Linked DNA regions of Mus musculus: regions 1, 3, 4 and 5 are each linked to region 2. A link is a contact called in public Hi-C, HiChIP or PLAC-seq and promoter capture Hi-C data. All regions are on one chromosome and are shown on one strand. The core of a region is the stretch at or near the end of the contact, and the rest is flanking DNA. Distances in the headings are between cores, read along the strand shown.

Region 1 (2,791 bases), core at 175-2,674, 120 kb after region 2:
CTGCCTTGAGTTCTTGTGATGACTTCTATCAATAATGGGTTATGGTCTAGAAATGCAAGCCAAGTAAACTTTTTCCTTTTGGTCAGAATGTTTTTTTTTTTAATCACACCAACAGAGAGGAGAGCAAGACATGTAACTGAGGTGCACACATTTATGTAATTCCGCACCAGCCCCAGTGTGATTCCTGACCTCTAAGAACCATTCTATTTCTGCGTAGGAAAGATCATTAGAGATTGACTGGCCTAAGTTCCTCACCTTATATCTTCAAGGAAACTGAGGCCAGAGTTGAGCAGAGACCAGCCCTAGGCCACGTAGCTGCTGGTAGCAGGAATTCATGGTAGACACGGGATTGCTACTAACCCCATTTGTACCTCAGCTGAATGCCCTTAAAATAGTTGTGATAAGCTTAATGTGTTAGAGGTACTAAAGGAGGGGTGGGGGGAAGATCCAGCAAAACCTGCTAATTGCCTATTTATTTCAGTCCCAGCTCTTGAGAAAGCTGCTTCTGACGGATGGCATGAGCTCTCCAAATGTTATAATTAGACAGCTTGTTTGGGCCAGAACCTTCCAGAGCAAGACCATCAGATAGAAAATAATACGTCTGATAAGCAAGAACCAAAGAGACAGTCAGCTTTCAACAACGAGCCTTCTGGAAGCTACTTAATAAGGGACCGTCTTTAGCTCCAGAAAGCTGGTGGAATGCCCAGATGGGCTACACAGCTTCCAGTGCCAAAGTAACACCATTGCCAGCACTAAAATACCAGATTGCTCTACTGAGCACTTACTGTGTACCAGCACGCCACCCAGGCACACCATTTCTTCATTTAACCCTCACATTGTGTCTTCAGGGACAGAGATTATCCTGGATCACATATGAGGACCAAACATTTGCAAGATTAGCTTGTTAGTTTCCAAGCTGCATATCTAGGACTTGAACTCAGTGTCTAGGACCATGTGTGCCATTCACGAAGATTGAAACTTGAGTTCTGCCATCAGAGTTACTTTGAACATCCAACGCACATCAAGCTAGTGTCTGTTTCAGTTGAGCACCAGCTAAAGCTTTCTCTCTAGCTTCAAGGATTGTGTTGTATAGAAAGTAAGTGTCTTCCTACACCAGACACACTCAGCTCACCCCCTCCTCCTGTCACTTGAATAGTAATCTATCTCACATCTGGACTTGCTTGTCAATCACCTATACTTGAATTCTCTGAAGCAAAATGTATCTGTGGAGGGATCATTACATCCTCCTCCAAGCTACTGTGGGCAGATCAAACCAACAAGAAAGCAAACAGCTGCTGCCATGAGCCATGGTTCTTCTGGTCTCAGGTCATGAGCATTGCATGTGGGCTTCTTGGCATGGTGCCCTCTATCTGCCTGGCTTCCTCTTCCTGGCCCAGAGGCCATCTCCTACCACTCAGTTGGAGTCTATGCTCATATTACACAACCACAGCACACCTGGCCTGGGCCAGACAAAGTACCCAGGCACAGGGCCTCAACTGGAGGAGTCACATCTATATTAACAAAAGGAGAGAAATGTACAGGGAAGCTGGGACCCTTGCTGAACTTTCAGCAGGTGGAAACAACTCATGGGCCTAACTAGGGTGAATAACCATTCTGCTGTGTCTGGGGCTGCCCTGATTTGGCAGCCAAAGTCCCACAAAGCAGAGGATATTTCAGTTGCAAGCAAAGCAGGAGAGTCATCTACACCCAGCCTGAGAATGGGGGGATGCTCTTGTCAGACAAGTCCTGAGATGGGGGATCTTTCTAAAAAAGTCTAAGGGAGATGGAGGAAGATCTGGGCAGAATCTTGGGTACAAACAGCAGGGAGGGGAATGGAGAAAGAAGAGGGTTTGTGTGAGGTTGCTGTAGGAGAAGAAGTAAAATGGACTCAATAAGGAACCCGAGTCAGGTAGTTTGTGCTATGGATTTTCTAGCTTCTCGGAAGAAACTGCAACCCTGCATGTCAGATGTTGGGAGATGTTTCATTAGATAAATCCCAGAGATGAACTAAGGTGTATTAGGTATCTGCAGATGGGCTGATGTCCTACCTGTCCACATCTGGACCCTGGCTGATGTCTGTGCACACAAAATGCATGCTCCTAACACATGTGGTAGGTGACGTCAATGTCTCAAGAAGAGATCTCAGGGACACACTCATTTTTACTCGGATGCCCCTGAGAAGAAGCAATGAAACATCTGGGGCCCTCCCACTCACTTCTGGATGACTGGGTTATCTCAGGAACTTCTCAGATCTGTAAGATGAGGGAGGACATGCATTTTTTTTCCTTTTTTTCAGAAATGTTGTGAGGTCCCAATAAGAAAATTGACAAAAGAAGTTCTTGGCTTGCTACCGGCTCATGCATGTGTCTGCATAAAGAGACTGCTGGCCAGAGATTATTGCTTGAAGGAGGCCTTTTTGTGAAGAGGAATAAGGGCTGTTAGAAGTATCATGGTGGATGAGGGCATGGGATCCTGTAGGAATGTCTGAGGTAGGGCAGAGATGACTACTATATGTGCCTATGGGATAGACCCTTTCTTCTCATTCTACCTTACTAACCATCCCCCTCTCTTTACCCCTGAGTACCTAGACTTTTCAGGGCCATCCCTGATGTCTCCCTCTCTTCTCTCAGCATGGTTGGTCACCATCACACGCTGGTGCTTTGTGCCAGCTTTCTCTTGAGTTCACATTTATCCACCATGGCTCTACCCATGGGTGCTACAACTCCTCTCTGGATTCTGCTCCCCACTGGTCTGCTCAATCGAATCCATACCACTAACCCGGAAGACTGAA
Region 2 (2,700 bases), core at 107-2,606:
CAGTTTGTATATTTTAGCACTTCCATGTATAACAAGCTACTCATTAGAAGGCAATATTCAATGCCTTCTAACATAGCTACTGTTTCTTTGATCACATTAACAGCCATTCAGTATTGGAACTTTTCTTTCTGTTTCTCAATTTGAATGATGAGATTGTTGCTAGTACCATACTTAATAAAAAACCAAATTGTAAGGAGCAGAAGCATAAAGCAAGGTAATATACAGAGCAAGTAGTTTCCAGAGGCTGAATCTAGGCTCAGGAGAAAAGCAGGGCAGTATCAGGAAGAGTAGGATGTGAGACATCTGATGAGGAAATGTAAAATCAGAGTGACTTGGTATTATTGTTTGTTCGTAAAGAGTTAGGTTTTTGGGTATTCAAACTAAGGTCAAGTTAAATACAACTGCTATTCTAATGTCCAACATTTTTTCCCTTTAGAATAATGAATACCTTAATTACTTGAGGACATTTTGAGGTTTCTTTCGGGTGTGTGTTGTGTGTGTATTGAGGGTATTTTGTGTGTGGTACATGCACCTGAGTATTCACCTTTGTATGTACACACACAGATGTCAGAGAAGGATGTTGAATGTCTTCTTCTTACTTACTCTTGGGACAATTAGCCTTGAGTGATGCTCTCTGAACCAGAAGCTTTGGGCTCGACGAGTCATCTAATGAGCTCTTGGTATCTGTCTCTGAATTCTAGTGATGAGGTTGTTGCAAAAAAAGCACAGTCATGTCTGGCTTTAAATTTTTTTCTTAAAATTGTTATTACATTTTGTGTGTGTATGTGTGTGTGTGTTCATGTTCATTTGTATGCCACAGCCTGTGAGTGGAGGTCAGAGGACAACTACTTGCATTTGGGTCCTGGGATCAAATTGAAGTTGTCAAGCTTGGTGACATCTTGTACCACTGAGCCATCTTTCTGCTCCTGGGCCTGGATTTATGTGGGTCCTGGAGTTTTGAACAGAGGTCCACTTGCATATACATCAAGTGTTCTTCCCCATGAAGCCATCTAACAAACCCTGGCGTTGTTGTTTTAGTGCATATGTGCGAGGAAAGCAGGTGCTTCCTTAGCCCAGCTTTGAAAGTGTTTTTCCTTTATGAAGATTCAGGGAGCTCTTGCTTTGGTCTTTCTTATGCCTCTGGTACCTGGATAAATTACCAGAATCCAAACCACGTCTGTGCAGGTGCTCATATACAGAACTCTGTCTCCTGTAAAGCAATGTTTTGATCCCATGCCTTGGGTTTTCTTAGTCTTATTTTAAAGTAAAACTTGTGTTTGACTCCAATCAGCATTTTGCGTGGCTGTCTTTTGCGCCAACTCACAAGGAAGTGTCACTGCCTTGAGTTCTTACTCTGCCTTCCTCAGCACTGGTCTTGGGTTTCATTTTCACTTCTGCCTTCCTGAACCAGTTTGAACATGTACTTACCATGCATTTTAATGAATGTGAATCCATATTATTACGGCCACCCATAAAAGCTTCTTCTTAGTAATCTCTATGACGATGTATGTTCAGTTCTAGTCCCTAATTACAAAGCTCTAAGTTTATGTTTAGACTTTCAGTTTTCCTCTGTGCTGCAACAGTGGCCCCATAGAGCAAGTGTTTATCCTAACTCTGATCCTAGACAGTTGTTAGATTCTTCTTCAAGGAAAGTATGTGACTTCTACTGTTCTTCTGATGAGAAAGTTCCACATAAGCAGGTGACTGGGCAATTTTACTTCCTACTAATGTAACACCATATTCTGTTTGGCAGCATGATTCTGGAACAGAGTGTACTCCAGGAGAGTCTAAGAACTTAGGACAAAAAGAAAATGGCAATTACATCATGTATGCAAGAGCAACATCTGGGGACAAACTTAACAACAACAAATTTTCACTCTGCAGCATTAGAAACATAAGCCAAGTGCTTGAGAAGAAGAGGAACAACTGTTTTGTTGGTATGTATATTTTCCAACATTTTAATTAACTTTTTCTTCTACATTTGTGCATGTGCACACAAGCCACAGCAGGTATGTGGAGGTCAGAGGACAATTTGATGGAGTCAGTTCTCCCCCTTCACCATGTGGTTCTGACAACTGAACGCAGCTTGTCAAGCTTGGTGGTAAGCACCTTTCCCCTGAGTCATCTTCCCAGCCCAAAATATTTATAGTCAAAAAATATGTAAGAGGCCACTCAGTTCCCGCCTGTGTTTTCCAGTTAACACTTTGCAAAAAGTATTTGCTTTATCAAATACTTAGGAATTCATTTGCCCCTTTGAAAGTAAGTATCAGATAGCAGAGTGTTTTACTTCTAAACGCTTTTAGCTTATATCTCATTAGCTAGAGTTCAATCTTGTTTGAGGTTCTTTTCTCTTCCCTCCTCCTTCTCTCCCTTCCTTCCTTTCTTTAATAGGTGAACTGCACAGTTTTATATATATATAATTTCATTCATAATACATACATGCCTTGCTGCATGTGTGACATTTGCACTTACTGTACAATGAGCAATTCCCCAAGCCTCTTATCCTCCCTTTCTGCACTGTCTCCTCTTGTTAGTTCCCTTGTTTCCTAGATAATTTTGCTTCTGCTTTCATGTCATATATCTGTGCATGGTTTTATGGATCTGTATAAACCCTATAAACAAGAAGACATCATGATACTTGTCTTTGTGACATTGGCTTGATTCATTTAAGGTGATTATCTCCAGTTGCATCTCTTTTCC
Region 3 (2,700 bases), core at 181-2,680, 100 kb before region 2:
AACTGAAGATCAATCACTGTTTCCAATTTTCACTGTTTTGCATATGTAATAATGTCAGTAAGGAATAATATAGGCAAATATAGCTAAAAATACTCAGAAGATGTAAGTGCAGGGTGCTCTGGATTCTGCTTGTTTATAGGTAAACCATCAGTTACAACCTTTAACCGAATGTTGAATTTTTAATACAAAAAAGACCTTAAGTTGGGGGCAATTCTTCCTGACATGTTGCCACATGAATAATCTTTCAATAAAGAAATCCTGGAATTAATTTCATGTAATAAGAGACTGTTAGATATAGGGGTGCATGTCTGTAAACCTAGCACTCTAGAGGCTGTAGCATTAAGATCTTAAACTGTTCGAGGACAGTTTAAGCTACACAGACAAACCTTGTCTCAAAAAAAAAAAAAAAAAAAAAGGAGGAGTCTGATGAATGGAAGGAAGCCATCAGCTGACAAACAGCAGTTTCCTCACCCCATTTTGCCCCTCCCCACCCCACAAGCTGTAGGAAGTAGAAAGCTGCAGAGTGTACCTTCCAGGCGAGAAGCAAAACATTGAGGATGGCCAGCAAAGGGCAGGGTCCATTCTCATTCTGGGTGATGATGGGCGTGTTCTCCTCTTTCCACTGGATCCATTTGATGTGATACACCGACTGTCCGGGAAAGCGTTCTTTGGAGGCCGCTAGCACCTGAGCCGGGTCCTCCTCCTCCTCTTTGCATAGAGGTGCAGCCCTGGGCGGCCCCGCCGCGCCCTCCTCCACGTCCTCGGGGACCCTGGTCTCTGCTCCCTCCTCACTATTGAACTCAGAGCTACTGGGGAAAGAATGCAGGTTGGAGAAAGACTCCAGGGAGTCCAAGCTGGGCGAGTCCCCAGGGGGGCTCGGCTCGCTGCAGCTGCTGCTCGGGGCGCCGGTGCTGCTGGGCTCTTCCGCCGCCTGCTCCACCCTGCAGGTGCCCGTGTCGCCCACTGGCCCCGACCCTCGGCCCGCCGCGGCCTCGGCCAGCTCCGGGGAGGCGGTCACCTTGTGCTGCCCTCTTGAAGGCACCTCCGAGGCGGCAGGGCTCGACGACGCGCCGTCCTTCAAGTCCGAGCCCGCGCCGCATCCGAGCTGCGAGGGGGACGTCGGGTCCCCGAGGCTGCTCCGCGCTGCCGCCGCCGCCGCCCCCTGCCCGCCGCTGTCCACCGCGCGTCCAGCGGGACCATCCTCAGCCTCGCGCCCGCCGCGCCGTCGCCCTTCCGGCGGCGACACTCGCCCGGCCGCCACCCCTAGTTCCAGAGGCTGTGGGCTGTCAGGGCTGTTCTCCATCCCCGGCCGCCCGCCCCTGGTCCTATAGACACCGCGGCCGGCTCTCCTCAGCAAGCGCCTCCGACGCCATGACAGCCGCTCTGTAGCAGCTCCAGCGCCCTAGCGCGGCCTCGGCCAGGCACGTCACCGTAGAGGGCGGCGGGAGCGCGCGCGCGTGCCCCCGCCCGCCCGCTCGGAGCGTGCCTCCGCGTGACTGCGCTCGTTGAAGCGCCCGGACCCACTCGGGGAGCGCTTCTCCCCCGAGGCCACGCCCCTCCCGCGCGTTCAGGCTAGGGAAGGCAGAGCGAGGCCAGGGGCGTGGCTGAGGGCGTGGTCAGGGGCGCGGCTCGGAGAGCCGCAGCGCCACTAGGAAAATAATCTTGTGTGTGCTGCCGGAAGTTGAACTCCGGGGCATCCCCGCTGCGCGCGGTTACTTTAAAGGCAGTGGCTGAGGCTTGTAGGGAGTGTGGTCTACTTTGGGCTTGAGCCTGGTGGACCCCGAAAGTGGTAGTAGCATTGGAAGACAGCCATTCCCTGAAGGCCTCGGGAGAGCTGGCTTTTTCTTTTCTTTTTTTTTTTTTTTAGCTTTTAATGTTGAGAATTGGAAGCATTTCTTAGGAAATGCAAATTTGAAAGGCGAGTTCTGTTGGAGGCTTTTGGAAGACTGCGCAGTACAGGGACAACTCTCCCTGGGTTTTGGCTGAGAATCGCTGCGCTCCCAACCAGCTACTGGTTTGCCTTGCCGGAGGTTCAATGAGGTTGTGGATATTGGCCTACGCCCCAGGCGAGAGGGTAAATTTGGTCCAATAATAATAAATCAGTTTGCGTTTGAAGCAAGCCAAGTCTTTGCGGTTCTGTTCACTTGGCTTCTCTTTGCACAGAGTGGGAAGCTTCTGCTTCCCGAAAAAATGACTTTTAAAATTAGAATTGACTTCTCATCAGGGCTTGACATCTGCATAGAGGATGGACAGAGTTGCCTGCAACTTTTTTTTTCTATTTATTTACTTACTTATTTATTGGCAAGAGTGGATATAGATCATCTAACCTGCTCTGGAAAAGTGGGGTGTTTTTTTTTTTTTTTTTTTGGTTTTTTTGTTTTTTGGTTTTTTGTTTTTTTTGTTTTTTTTTTTTTTCCTGGACCCTTCCCTCTTCAAAGTTGTCTGAGAATATAAAAATGAACAAGACAGGTGGGTCTTCCTTTAGTATCAGGTATACAAATATATGGTGCATCATGGATTGTTACACTTCTGTCCTGCTACTGGTTAGAAAAGTAGACAAATTAATGCATTATTTTGCTCATTCATGTGTTAGCACCAAGCATGTTACTGAATACTGTGTTTCACACTAAAAATATCACTATTATCTTCTCAGAAATGATGATCTCTTTCTCGGCACTCTCTTCGACTTCTCCCTCTTTC
Region 4 (2,700 bases), core at 181-2,680, 81 kb after region 2:
GGCAACAGAGGAGCCTACGTTAAGACATCCTGTGCCTCACACAGACACTGTGTCCTGTGTCTGGCAGTGTCTGTGGTTCCTTTAAGTACAGCGCTATTTGTACTCACTGTGCACTTCCTGTCTGGACTGCCCTGGTCATCTAGCCTCTTAGAAAAATTCTGACTTAGCCAGAATCACCTGCAGGGCTGGAATCCACACCCACTTGGTTCCAGAGTCAACATTCATTTTTAAGGGGATAGAGCTTATTTATAGAAACATACAGGAAGGTATGACCATCCTAAATGTATAGCTCTGTGGATTTCTACCCATTCACAAGCCTCCTTCAGGATCGCGACAGAGGTCTCCATACCCAGAGGATGCCCTCAGTCGTCTCTAGCAATACCAGCACCCAAAACCACCACTTCCTCCTATCAATGGGAATGTGTTTCTTCTGTTCTTCAACTTTGTGTCAATAGAGTCACACAGTAGGTCTTTTGTGTCTGGCTGTTTTACCCAACACCTTGTGATGCTCATGTAAGATGTTGTATGTATACAGCCTGAACCTTGCCGCATTGGTGAGTCCTAGGCTGCCTTCCGGCACCAACACCTTCAGAGTGGCTAGGGTGGGGCGGTGGGTGCAGCAGTCATAGATGGAGCAGGCTGAGAGATGGGCTGAAAAGAGAGGGCTTTTTAGATCATGGCCTGGGCTTTACATTTCTTCCTTTCCTGCTGCTGAGTTCCCTGGGCCCAGACTGGTGGCAAAAAGACAAGTTCCTTTTCTGACTTTGTTCCTTTGTACAACAGAGCCAACCTCTTCACTGTGCTCTCTCAGATTCCTGGACAGCATTCTCTGGAATCAACCTTCCTATGCCTGGCAGTGAGGTTCCTTTAACGACTCACTTCCTGTCTGCTCTGCCCCATCATTAACCTCCAAATGAACTAGAATCATCTCCAGAACAGGAGCTCACACTCAAACCAGTTTCACCCAGATGGGGGCGTTTGTTTCTTCCTTACTATCCTGGTTGCTTTCATAGCATTATCTGAGGACTTAAAAATTAATATTATTATTTTGGAGACAGGGTTTTGAGTTTCTCAGTCTGGCTTCAAACTTGCTATATAGCAGAAGGTAACCATCAACTTCTAATCCTCCTGCATCTATCTACCTTAGAGTGTTGGATTACAGGTTTGCAAGAACACGCCCTATTTATACAGCGCTGGAGCTAGAGCCCAGTGCTTTGTTCATGCTAGGCAAGCACTCTACCCACTGAGCCACATGCCAGCTATTTCTGGAAGTACTTTTCAGTTGTTAAACACTTAGGGGTGGGGGCATGTGGAGTGCTATTTGCTTCTAGTGGGCAGAGGTCTGAGGTCATGCTAAGAACAGGCCTCCCCTTCCACTAAAGAGTGATGCAGCCTCGCATCTCAGTAACATTGTTGTTGGGAAACCCTGAGCATGAGTCATCATCAGGAAGTTGGTGTCTGTTTCTTTTCCTGATGCCAAAAGAGAAGAGGCAGGCATAATGAAGGTACTTTCATCCTGGAGTTAGAAGACCTGGGCTCAGGACTCACTTGCCACTAGCTAGTCATCTGACCTCATTTGAGTTATCCAGTCTCTGCAGGTCTGTTTCCTCCTCCTCCTCCTCCTCCTCCTCCTCCTCCTCCTCCTCCTCCTCCTCCTCCTCTTCTGTTGCTGGGCGCTGAGGTGCTTGTCACTAAGCCTGCAGGCTTCCTGTCCGGATCTCTTAGGGCTGCCTTCTATATCCTTATTTCATGAGATTTGACAGAAAACAGTGCCTGGGTGGACTGTGTGTAACGGCAGTGGAAGGATCCTTCCAGTCGCATTTCCACTTCCCTATGCGCTACTTCCAGGGTTATATCCTCACTCTTCCATCTGTGTGGGAAGGGAGCTCACCCACAAAGGGTGTTTCCTGAACTGTAGGCAGAGCTTCAAATACCCACAATTCCCATAGGCAGCAGTTTTTGACACTGGAACTTTTAGCCTTAAATTTAAATTCTTGTGAGACCTGTAAAAGGGTTTGCTGTGTGTGTGTGTGTGTGTGTGTGTGTGTGCCTAGTTACTTAAGAGGTTCAGGGCTTTATACCCTTCAAGGTGAGGCTATGGGAGGTTTTGATAAGACTAGACTAACAGAACATTGGTGAGCTTAGCATGCAGCGCTATGCAGTGTAGAGGACAGATCTCTGTAAGAACCAAGAGCCCTGCTGTGCCCAACAGGCAGAAAAGAAAGGGAAGAGAATTGGAGAGATGGCTCAGTGATTAAGAGCACTGGCTGCTTTTGCAGAAGACTGGGGTTTGGTTTCCAGTACCCACTTGGAAACTCACTACCTTAAACTGCAGTTTAAGGTGTCCAGTGCCCTCTTCTGGCTTCCATGGGCCCTGCATGCATGGGGTGAACATATATACGAAGGCAAACACTCATAAACATAACAGAATAATTGGGGAAGTTTGCTTAGTAAGTAATAAGAATGAGATGAGGCAGAAAGGCGATGGCTCAGTGGGCAAAGTGCTCGAGTGCCACACAAGCATTAGGACCTGAATTGGAGTCCCCAGGACCTAAGCACCATGGAACACATCTGTAACCCAGCACTGGGAGAGCAGAGAGACTCCTGAAGCTTGCTGGGTAGCCAGTCCAGCAGCATCAGTGAGCTCCTGGTTCAGTGAGCTCCAGGTTCAGTGAGAGGCCTTGTTTCAAAAGTTAAAGT
Region 5 (2,790 bases), core at 125-2,624, 69 kb before region 2:
AAGAAATAGATACTGGTTTCAGTTTGAAGTTATATAGTAGAAATGGTGTGTCTAAGTGCATTAAAATACTCTGCAATATTGCTGAAATATAGGACATAGTTCTTAGAAGGCTATTTTTGTTATATGAGAGAGCACTTTTATAAGTGCTGTGTAATATTTCAAGATCAGAGTGAATATATAGCAGCATAAAGAACATTGGTCATGGATATTTCTTGAGGCAAAGATAATGATTTTGAAATTACATTGTTGAACTTAATTGTCAACTTGACTGAATTTGGAATTACTTAGGAGATACAACTCTGGGGATGTCTGTAGGGTGTTTCCAGAGAGGTTTAGCTGAGGAAGGAAGACCTGAATGTGGGTGCTGCCATTCTATGGATTGGGGTCCTGGACTGATTGAAAAGGGGGAAAAAACCCCAGAAAGGATACTGACCATCAGGACCCCATCTCTGCTTGCAGACTATGGATGAATTGTGACTAGTTGCCTGACCTTCCTGCACACATCTTCCTGTCAGTGGTGGACTACACTGCCAGGCCACAGCAGTGAAAGTATTAGAAATATCTTGATTGCAGCTAATTTTCTTGAGGCATTAGAAATGTACCAGCTTTAGTTTGTCCTTTATCTACCCTTTCATATGTTGTAATTGAGTTTTCTATAACTAGGAAGATTTATTATGTTAATATTTTTGTTAATTTTTTTCCCATTCTTAAGATTGTGTTATCAACTTTTTTGTTTGGATATAGATAGAGAAAAAAATTTGTTAATATAAAGTGATACTATTAACCTACCATCTGTAGGCTGAGTAGCTAGGATTTCAGGTGTGCACAATCATGCATAGTTTATTTAGTTACTTATTTTCATGATGTTTTGCAGTACTTTGATTGAACCTAAGCCTTCTCACACATGCTAGGAAAGTACTCTGTCCTGTGGGGTTAAGTGGTTGAACTCAGTTTTCAGGCTTGGTGGGAAGTGCCATCTTACCATCCCTATTGTGTGTGTGTGTGTATATGTTAACTGTGTGTGTTAAATTGTGTTCACAATTTCCTCTGGACCTTTAAAGTGTTAGGTACTGAGTGCATTTACTGTGTACTTTATAGAAATTCAGATTTCTGAAATCTGTAACAGGGCAAGGAAGCAAACTGCTGTTGATAGGCTTTTCTGTGTAAATGAAATAAAATAGCAGAAGAGAAAGATAACTTACTTGATAAAGTGCAGAGTGGAGTGATTTAATATAGTTACAATGCTGCAGTAAAATAGCCTTAGGATTATTGCATCATTGTAGCCTCCCCTAATCAAGATGCGAGGCTAGGGAGAGAAATTATAATAGTTCAAGTGGAAAGATATATGACACATGGAAAAACTTGGGCGATCTAGAAACTTTCCTTCACCAGAAGTTGTCATTTTCCACTGACCTCAGATAAGGAAGTTTCACTCTGCACTCCAGGTTAAATGTGTTTCTTTTGCTATTATTAGGAAACATTTCTACATGGGAACACCTTTAATAGTATTGTCTATGTTTGGAGATAAAAGGAGTTTGGGTTGGCAAAGTTTTTCTTTTTATCTCTTTTTCAGTATTGGGTATCAAACTCCAGTCACTGTGGATATTAGGCAAGTTTTCTGCCATTGAGCTATATATATTCCTGGCCTCTGGTTGTCATCTTCTGAGCCCTTCCTGTTAACTTCCCTGCTGTTTGTTGGGCCTTGCATGGTAATGCATAAGTAGTGAAAGGGATGCTCTAGCTCTGTGCTGTTTTGGTTTTGGTTTTGGTTTCTTAGTCATTAGAAGATTGATCAGTAGCTATTTATTGTAACTTTTTAATATTTGTATTCTCAGAACTTAAAGTAAAGATTAGCATATACACTATTAAGTGTGCTCAAATTTCTGAGAGAGTGTGTGTGAGGAGAAGCTCTGAAGATTTATGTTGTTGTTATTTTTTTTTTTTTAATTGACCCCCTTACCATTTTGAGTGGTACTCAGGATCAAACCTAAGAATTCAGGATGCTAGCTAAGCACTTTACCACAGAGGTGTGCCTCAGCCGTACTGTAATCAACTTTAAAATAGAGCAGATTACCGTTCTTGCTAGTGTATTTATTTTGCTCATTAAGTACTTTTACATGGTCTTTTAATTAAAGAGGTAGAGTAAGTTAGACTTTTTTTTTCCTATAAGAACTAAGTTGCTTTTTAAAAACAACTGTGTCTTTTTATCTGAAAGTACATTTTATTTTGTGCATATGGGTGTTTTTACTGGAAAGTATGTTTGTGCACTTGCATGTCTGATGCTCATAGAGGCCAGAAAGTGTCAGAATACTCAGAACTGGTGTTTACAGACACTTATTAGCTGCAGTGCAGGTGCTTGGAACCTAACTTGTATCCTCTGAAAGAGCAGGAGGTGCTCTTAACTGCTGAGCCAAGTCTAATCCCTGAAAGCATTTGGAAGCATGTATTTGTTCATTGAAAAAAGTAGCCTAAATGGATAAATATGTTGTTGTTTTGAGACAACTATAACCAGATTGTTTCAACCTCATCTTCCTCCCTCAGCTTTCTTTATGCTGGTTTATAGATATCTCTCACAATGTTTAGCAGTTATTTTTTAAACAATAACTTACTATATTCTTAGGTAGTGCATGCTGTATACCATTCTCAACACTCAACACACATACATTTAGTCCAAACAATGTCACTTTTAGGTATAAGTACTGGTAAATCTATTTTTTTTTCAAATGGGAAAACTAAGGCATAATGAAGTAGGTAGTTCAGACAGTTGTGAATGCTGCATGATTATTTTGC

What was found. Promoter capture Hi-C pulls out the DNA fragments that hold promoters and counts their contacts. Hi-C and Micro-C count contacts between places; a contact is called where the count stands out from the background. HiChIP or PLAC-seq counts read pairs in DNA pulled down with a chosen protein or histone mark.
Region 1: a contact with region 2 is called in an H3K27ac HiChIP or PLAC-seq map of microglia, with 3 times the contacts expected there. The contact joins two enhancer-like sites. A contact is called at or near these places in 5 of 115 datasets of contacts at active chromatin or transcription factors (the 230-238 cell line, cardiomyocytes, extraembryonic endoderm stem cells and 2 more) and 3 of 9 other capture datasets (adipose tissue, liver and pancreatic islet).
Region 3: a contact with region 2 is called in a promoter capture Hi-C map of pre-B cells, with 4 times the contacts expected there. The contact joins the promoter of Mindy2 here to the enhancer-like site in region 2. A contact is called at or near these places in 8 of 39 promoter capture datasets (3T3-L1-derived adipocytes, the C10 cell line, the SN4741 cell line and 4 more), 2 of 484 Hi-C or Micro-C datasets (the C10 cell line and bone marrow-derived macrophages), 3 of 115 datasets of contacts at active chromatin or transcription factors (effector CD8 T cells, fetal liver and memory CD8 T cells) and 4 of 9 other capture datasets (adipose tissue, liver, macrophages and 1 more).
Region 4: a contact with region 2 is called in an H3K4me3 HiChIP or PLAC-seq map of bone marrow-derived macrophages, with 3 times the contacts expected there. The contact joins two enhancer-like sites. A contact is called at or near these places in 2 of 39 promoter capture datasets (the C10 cell line and pre-B cells), 10 of 484 Hi-C or Micro-C datasets (the G1E-ER4 cell line, bone marrow-derived macrophages, centroblasts and 7 more), 8 of 115 datasets of contacts at active chromatin or transcription factors (the HPC-7 cell line, bone marrow-derived dendritic cells, bone marrow-derived macrophages and 4 more) and 2 of 9 other capture datasets (macrophages and pancreatic islet).
Region 5: a contact with region 2 is called in a Hi-C map of bone marrow-derived macrophages, with 2.1 times the contacts expected there. The contact joins two enhancer-like sites. A contact is called at or near these places in 1 of 15 datasets of contacts at CTCF or cohesin (pro-B cells), 17 of 484 Hi-C or Micro-C datasets (B cells, the C10 cell line, CD4 T cells and 11 more), 7 of 115 datasets of contacts at active chromatin or transcription factors (the 230-238 cell line, the HPC-7 cell line, bone marrow-derived dendritic cells and 3 more) and 4 of 9 other capture datasets (adipose tissue, embryonic stem cells, liver and 1 more).

The regions. Positions count from the first base shown.
Region 1 is chr9:70,877,652-70,880,442 of GRCm38.p6, forward strand. The region is part of intron 1 of Lipc (lipase, hepatic); the gene reads right to left. Among named protein-coding and RNA genes, the nearest start is that of Gm32017, 35 kb to the right of the region's middle. Within about 2 kb of position 1,425, at least 19 of the 459 cell types and tissues checked have an H3K27ac peak or open chromatin away from gene starts, as enhancers often do. A contact at or near this core is called in microglia, where this site is marked.
Region 2 is chr9:70,759,830-70,762,529 of GRCm38.p6, forward strand. Adam10 (a disintegrin and metallopeptidase domain 10) reads left to right here. Exons shown (of 16, transcript NM_007399.4): 10 at 1,754-1,937. Among named protein-coding and RNA genes, the nearest start is that of Adam10, 82 kb to the left of the region's middle. Within about 2 kb of position 1,357, at least 106 of the 459 cell types and tissues checked have an H3K27ac peak or open chromatin away from gene starts, as enhancers often do. A contact at or near this core is called in the HPC-7 cell line, Th1 cells, adipose tissue and 10 more, where this site is marked.
Region 3 is chr9:70,655,744-70,658,443 of GRCm38.p6, forward strand. It overlaps Mindy2 (MINDY lysine 48 deubiquitinase 2), which reads right to left and starts at 1,431. Exons shown (of 9, transcript NM_172772.2): 1 at 530-1,431. The coding sequence starts at 1,303. Gm31872 (a long non-coding RNA gene) reads left to right here and starts at 1,928. Exons shown (of 3, transcript XR_379591.4): 1 at 1,928-2,469.
Region 4 is chr9:70,841,136-70,843,835 of GRCm38.p6, forward strand. All of the region lies in intron 1 of Lipc (lipase, hepatic), which reads right to left. Among named protein-coding and RNA genes, the nearest start is that of Gm32017, 72 kb to the right of the region's middle. Within about 2 kb of position 1,431, at least 151 of the 459 cell types and tissues checked have an H3K27ac peak or open chromatin away from gene starts, as enhancers often do. A contact at or near this core is called in the HPC-7 cell line, bone marrow-derived dendritic cells, bone marrow-derived macrophages and 4 more, where this site is marked.
Region 5 is chr9:70,690,812-70,693,601 of GRCm38.p6, forward strand. The region is part of intron 1 of Adam10 (a disintegrin and metallopeptidase domain 10); the gene reads left to right. Among named protein-coding and RNA genes, the nearest start is that of Adam10, 13 kb to the left of the region's middle. Within about 2 kb of position 1,375, at least 18 of the 459 cell types and tissues checked have an H3K27ac peak or open chromatin away from gene starts, as enhancers often do. A contact at or near this core is called in Th1 cells, bone marrow-derived macrophages and pro-B cells, where this site is marked.